2 separate regions of the Ovis aries genome follow, and region 1 is linked to region 2. The links are chromatin contacts, called in public Hi-C maps. All regions are on one chromosome and are shown on one strand. Each heading gives the region's core, a stretch centred on a gene start, on an enhancer-like site or on the middle of the called end of the contact. The rest is flanking DNA. Distances are from core to core; before and after follow the strand shown.

Region 1 (3,081 bases), core at 279-2,778, 180 kb after region 2:
GGCCAGGAGAAAGAACAGAATTTAAAATAGAAGATAATTTTCAGTTTTCATTCTGGCATATAAAGAGCTTAGAAGTTCTTCTCACTTCTGTCCTTACAAGAAGGATGAATAGAAAATCAAAAACCAAGAGAAAATCTTGAATGAAGCCTGAGGAGTAGAAGTGGGTACATCTTACCTACAGAGGAGCAAAAATAAGAATTACATTAGGGGAATTTCCTGGTGGTCCAGTGATTACGACTGTGTGCTTTCACTGTCAGGGCCAGATTCAATCCCTGGTTGGGGAACTAAGACCCCGCAACCCATGCAGGGCGGCCAAAATAATAATAATAATAATTACATCGGACTTCTTCAGAAACCATGCAAGAAGAGAGCACAGTAAAATGTCTAAAGTGTTGAAGAAAAAAAGTCCATCAACCTAGACTTCTGTCTCTAACAAGATTATCTCTCAAAAGTGAAGGAGTTAACACTTTTCCAGGCAAACAAAAATTGAGGGAGTTTGCAGCCAGATCTGACTTGCAAGATATGCTAAAAGAAATTCTTCAGAAAAGAAGGAAAACGACATAGGCCAGAAACTCAGATCTACATAAAGGCAGAACTTTAGGGAAAAAAATAAAGGTAAAATTAAAAAGTCAGGTAACTAGAATTTCATAGATGTCCGATTTGAGTACTTTGGAACTTCCAGCTAGATGTCCCACTGGCAGTCGAATGCATGGCTCTGCACAGAAGACTGATGGGGGCGGGGGCGGGGGCGGGGGAGGGGGAGACAGGGAGGATCTCTAAGAAAGGAGATGGCCCATGGAAAAGGTAGTTTCACCAAATCCCTGTAAGGCAGTCAGAGCAGATAATTAATTCAGAAAACAAAGAATACACACTGTGTGTCAAGGTTCTGTCCCTGGAAATAAGGAGAGATCCCAGGAAGGGTGACAAGGAGAAAGACAAGTTACATGTGGAGGCTGATGGGAGTAAGCTCACAACAGAATTCCAAAACGGAAATCTATGTTATTATTTTTAGCACTACACGCCTTTAAAAAATATATCAAACACAGAAGAACAAACAAAATTGCCTAAAGTCTCAACATCTAGAAAAAAGTTAACAATCTGACGTATTTTTTCAAACTTTGTATTTTATTTTTTAAGGGCGGGCGCCCTCTCCTGTTCTGTAAAAAGAGCCGAACTCTTACTGGAAGCCGCGCACCACCAGGGGAAGGCTTTGCAGACACTGGTATGGGCGCTGAGATTTAAGGAATCGGATTTGAGAGGCTGAAGACGATGGAGAGGGAAAGTGGCACGAACCTCCCTTTACCGACTAGAAAGGCAAGTCTTCAAAGAACGAAGCGCTTTCTCTACAGGCTCCACGAAATAATGCACCGGTTGGGGGCGGAGCCCAGACGCGCGGTCCCCGCCACCCCGAAGCTGTCGGAAGTGCGCGGAAGCGAGGGCGGGGACCAGCAGCGGCGCCGGATCTGCCCGGGCGTGGCCTTGTGACGCGACGTCACGTAGCCCCTGTCTGGCGGCCCATTGGTTCGCCACTACCACCCTTTTCCCGGGTAGGAGAAGTGGTCGCAGAGCCGGAAGCGAGGTAGCCTTCGGGTTTGAGACAGCGGTGGCGTTTCAGGCAGAGCGGTCTAGGGCCAGTGGAGCTGGCCAGCTTCTCCATTCGGGCTCCATCCCGAGTTGGAGAGAAACCCCAGGATTCTGGTGGTCCTTGGGAGGCGCAGAGTGGGATAGCCAAGTATCCGTTGCAGACTTGAAATAGCGGAGCCAGTGAAGGCCACCGGAAACCCCGCCCCTGGGAGGAGTCGAGAAGCCGCGCCGAGGAGGTAGGAACCCAAAGAGACGGCCCCTGGGGTGGAGTCCACCTGCCATGGCCACACCCCCGGGGGCCGGTCCCGCTGCTATTCGCTTTGTAGCAGCTGCCAGCTGGCGAGTCATTCGCGGACGCTGCGTGGAGCATTTTCCCCGAGTATTGGAGTTTCTGCGATACCTGCGCGATGCTGCCCCTGGCTTGGTTCGCTACCGGCATCATGAACGCCTGTGTATGGGCCTAAAGGCCAAGGTATTGGAACCAGTAGGACCTGGTAGAGGGGATAGGGGCCGACTGCTTGGGGATGGAACCGGTAGGAAAAGGGCAATTTGCTTCGACGTGGGCATTCTGAGCTCAGTACCCTCCACAGTTGGTGGTGGAGCTCATCCTGCAGGGCCGGTCTTGGGCCCAGGTTCTAAATGCCCTACATCACCACTTCCCAGAGTCTGGACCTGTAGTGCGGGACCCCAAAATCGTGAGTAACCCTTGAAGCGAGTCCTACCCCGGTTAACACCTGATGCAGCAGAGTTGCTCCTCATCCTGGTCACTGAATCCTGGTGCCCCTTACCCGTTTGCCTTCCTTACCCTCGACAGACAAAGCAGGATCTGAGGAAGATATCGGAGGCCCAGGAAACCTTTTGCCAGCAGGTGAAGCAGCTGGCAGAAGCCCCTGTTGACTTGGCTTCGAAGCTGCAGGTAGGACTGGCTGCTTTGGAAGCAGTGGTGTAGCTGTTGGCTCTAGCCCTCTCTGACCTGCTGCTTTTCCTCCTGCAGGAACTTGAACAAGAGTATGGGGAAACTTTTCTGGCAGCCATGGAAAAGCTGTTTTTTGAATATTTGTGTCAGCTGGAAAAAGCACTGCCTACGCTGCAGGCACAGCAGGTTTTGTTGGGGCAAAACACATAAGGACAGAATGCTGGGGTGGCGGGTGGGGCCTGTGGTCTTCATAACTCTCTCCCTTTTCACAGCTTCAGGATGTGCTGAGCTGGATGCAGCCTGGAGTTTCTATTACTTCTTCTTTTGTCTTGAGCCAGTATGGCGTGGACATGGGGTGGCCACTTCCAGGTACCAGGACCATGTGGGAGAACTAAGAATTTAGGGGGTGGAGTGTTTAGCTTGAGACCTTTTGAGACAGCCCACTGGAAGGGTTACATGGGCCTGAGGTATAAGAAACCAAACTGAGTGGATGTGTTAGAGTTTTAGCTTTTTAAGGAGCCTTGTTTTCTTCTTCAGAGTGCTCTGCTGCTGATTCAGTGAACACAACAGAGCCCTCAGAA
Region 2 (3,524 bases), core at 701-3,200:
AGAATGTGCAAGTTCGTCAAAGCTCAGGGCCAGTGAGACAAGCAAGAAGTGAAGATCCTCCCCAGCCCCTCCTCTCTCCGGCCTCCTCGGGGGAGGGAGTCATCGTTTCCCCGGAAGGGTCAAGGAGAAGCATTCACCTTGGCTCTGCTGGCGTTCTCTTTGGGGCCCTCCAGCTGCAGCCAGATGTGAGGGTTCTCAGGACAGTCCTTCGGAAGGACGCTCATCCCCACCCTGAAGATGCGCTCCACGCGGGGCAGCTGCTCCCGCACCTTGTCCTCGGCCTCCGCAGACACCGCAAAGCGGTCAGGGGACGGGGAGCCGGCCCCCCAGGTAGGCATGGCTGCTTGGCCGCCCGACCCTGGGAAAAGGGAAAGCAGCTCAGCCTTGATGTCCCCTCAGCGCAAATCTTGGTTTCCTGGCCTAACCAGCTAGCAACAGGTCGCACCTAGTTATCAAACCTGTAAACAACCCAGGAGGTAACCACCACTTCAGTCCAGTTGGAATAGGGAGGGAATGTCAGATTATCTGGACACGGGGGGCTTCTCCCCGGAGACGAAGTCACGGATAAACAAGGCTGTCTATCTGGGATGGCCGTGTGGCCTTGGGAAAATGACGACCACAGCCCTGAGCAGGAACGGGGAGGAGGATCCAGCTGGGTCTGGAGGCCAGAAGGAGTGGACAGGTGACGACAAAGAGTCCCTCTCCTCCGGGTCTCTGCAACCTCCGGGTCCAAGACGGCCTCTTAGAGATGAATCCTCACCGGGGCTTGAACTGGGTTCTCCTCTGGGGACCCTCGTCGGCCATTTCCAAGGTTCTGGCCACTCCCACTCCTCCCCTCCCCCTGCTGCCCCCCTCGGTCGCGCCACGCGCCCCACGCTGGGCCGAGGGGCCGAGCCGGGCCCCGCCCACAGCCGCTGGCGGCTGCCGCCCCCCGCCTGCGCTCGGCGCTGCGCCCTCTGGCTCCCGCCGCCCGGGCGCGGGGGAGAGCGCGCCTACCCGCCTCGCCGCCCGCTGCGGCCTCGGTCCCGCCGGCGCCGCTCGGTGCCCGCCGGCCCCAGCTTCGCCCGCGCCCCCGGCCCAGGGAAGAAGGGCGGGGGGCCCGAGTCGGGGCGGGCCTTTCCGATTCCTCACCCAACGGGGACCTCTCTTCCCCACATCACAAACAGTTTTTTGAGTCACTTCCTGGCCGGGGGCGGAGTCAGCTGGGCCCCTCCCGGGGCTGGGCCAGCACCGAGCCCCGAAGCGCGCCCCCGCCCCCGCCAGCCGCCAGCTGCTCCCCGCCCCCGGCCCGAGCCCCGGCCGCGGCCCCGGCCCAGGCCCCAGCGGGGCCCCGCCCCCGGCCCCGCCCCCGCCCCGCCCACTCGCCCGCTCTGGCTCCGAGCCTTCCGGGTCGGGTCTCCTAGCTCCTCGGAGTTTTCAGGGGCTCGGCGCAGTTGTTTCTCAGGAATGAGGAACCACTTCAGTGAGAGATGGAGGTGAAGAGGGCCTTAAAGGGACTAATCCAGTCCCTTCGGATGATGACACAGAAGACTAAGAAAAGAAAAAGACTGGCCCACGGTCACAGGATAGTGACACCCTTGACCCAAGCACTTTCCACCAAAACAATTGTGGGGAAAACACAAGAACATTCCCTTTCTTCCAACAGTGGAAAAGATACTGCTAAGAGGGCTGCTGACTTGTGAAGGATTTTTGAAGAGGGTAGGAGTGAAGAGGAAGGGGCTGTCACACATCTGCACACACTCACACACGCATACGTGCACTCAGTCTCACTCAGACACCCAGTGGTCCCAGTTCAGCCTTCAGTGCTCTCCGGCGGGGCTGCCCTGGGGTTCTGGTTGTAGCCCCCCTGTCTGGCTGTCTCATTTCTCCTCTCCCTCCTAACGCCCAACTGCTGTCATTTTGTGCCCTGCCAAGGAGGCGGGAACTGCAGTGATAGCAGGGGTGAGAGGCAGGACAGAGTCGTGGGGCATGGAGAGGGATGGAGAGAGAGACGCCGAGACAAGGTGACCAGGAGCCCCAGAGAGAGAGCTGAGAAGCAGGTTGAGGGGTGGCGAGAGCCTGGGGGAGAGGCGGGAAGAACCGAGGAGCAGAAAGAGAAGGTTCGTGGGTCACAGAGCCACTCAGCCATGCTGGGAACAAAGCGACACTGGCCGCCAGGTCCCTCACTCAGCCTGGGGTTGCCTTTGGCCCTCACACTTCTGGCCCTGAGGGCCGGGTGGGCCCAGGAGGGGTCAGAGCCAGTCCTCCTGGAAGGCGAGTGCCTGGTGGTCTGTGAGCCCGGCAGAGCTGCTGCAGGAGGGCCAGGGGGAGCAGCCCTGGGAGAGGCGCCCCCTGGAAGAGTGGCATTTGCTGCAGTCCGCAGCCACCACCACGAGCCAGCAGGGGAGATCGGCAATGGCACAAGTGGAGCCATCTACTTCGACCAGGTAATCCCCCTACCCTGCAAAGGCCTGGAATCACTGTCCAAGCCCACTCTGCTGCTAAGGAAATGGCTCTGCTGTGGGGCCCGCTGCCCGTCTCCTTTCCCTTCACTCCCACCATACCTTCCTTCCCTTTCTCATCATTTCTTTTAAATCTGTCCATTCTTCCTGTTTAGTCTACTTGCCACCCCTTCCTTTCCTTACTCACTGCCCCTTCCCCCAGTGCCGTGGCTTCTCAGAGCCCCAAGCATCCCCGAGCCCCACTCAGCAGGGTCTGCTTCCCACAGGTCCTGGTGAACGAGGGAGGTGGCTTTGACCGCACCTCTGGCTCCTTCGTGGCCCCTGTACGGGGTGTCTACAGCTTCCGGTTCCATGTGGTGAAGGTGTACAACCGCCAAACTGTCCAGGTGACCTGAACCCTAGGCCCTGTCCCATCTCTGGCTCAGGATGGGGAGGGAGGAGGGGAGCGCAGGGGACCCCCAGTCACACCTCCATTAACCTATATCCTGGAGGGCCAGAAGCAAGAGCGGGGAGGGCCTGCTTAGCAGAGATTGGGAAGGAGGCACAGAGTCCAATGTTGGCCACCTATTAGTCATCCAGGAGGGCGCACTGAGCCCCAGCTTCCAGAGTGTCTCTCTGGGGGTGGAGAAAAGGAGGGAAGTGGGGTTCCTGGGCCAAGGGCCAAGGAGAGGTGCTAAGTGGATTCCCCTCCCCAGGTGAGCCTGATGCTGAACACATGGCCTGTTGTCTCAGCCTTTGCCAACGATCCAGATGTGACCCGGGAGGCAGCCACCAGCTCTGTGCTACTGCCCCTGGACCCTGGAGACCGGGTATCTCTGCGCCTGCGTCGAGGGAACCTGCTGGGTGGTTGGAAATATTCAAGCTTCTCTGGCTTCCTCATTTTCCCACTCTGAGGACTCACGCCTTTCAAGGATGGAAACCTAGCCCCTGACCTTTGCCCTCTGCCCTCTGCCCCAGAAGTATTGTCTTTAAGGCAGGAGAGAGATGCCCTCTGGCTGTATTTTTATTCTACTTGCTTGCATGGGACCCTGTGCCAGACATCCAAGGTGAAGAGTAGAGCTCTGGTGTCTCAGGACCTGCCCT

The links. Hi-C and Micro-C count contacts between places; a contact is called where the count stands out from the background.
Region 1: a contact with region 2 is called in a Hi-C map of liver, with 3 times the contacts expected there. The contact joins the promoter of TINF2 here to the promoter of CBLN3 in region 2. A contact is called at or near these places in 4 of 16 Hi-C or Micro-C datasets (blood, hypothalamus, liver and 1 more).

The regions. Positions count from the first base shown.
Region 1 is chr7:20,742,394-20,745,474 of ARS-UI_Ramb_v3.0, forward strand. It overlaps TINF2 (TERF1 interacting nuclear factor 2), which reads left to right and starts at 1,529. Exons shown (of 11, transcript XR_009601430.1): 1 at 1,529-1,820; 2 at 1,911-2,056; 3 at 2,175-2,279; 4 at 2,399-2,500; 5 at 2,579-2,686; 6 at 2,773-2,869; 7 at 3,038-3,081.
Region 2 is chr7:20,557,816-20,561,339 of ARS-UI_Ramb_v3.0, forward strand. CBLN3 (cerebellin 3 precursor) reads left to right here and starts at 1,951. Exons shown (of 3, transcript XM_004010296.6): 1 at 1,951-2,426; 2 at 2,708-2,827; 3 at 3,137-3,524. The coding sequence starts at 2,127. The coding sequence ends at 3,334. It overlaps KHNYN (KH and NYN domain containing), which reads right to left. Exons shown (of 8, transcript XM_042252152.1): 2 at 138-358.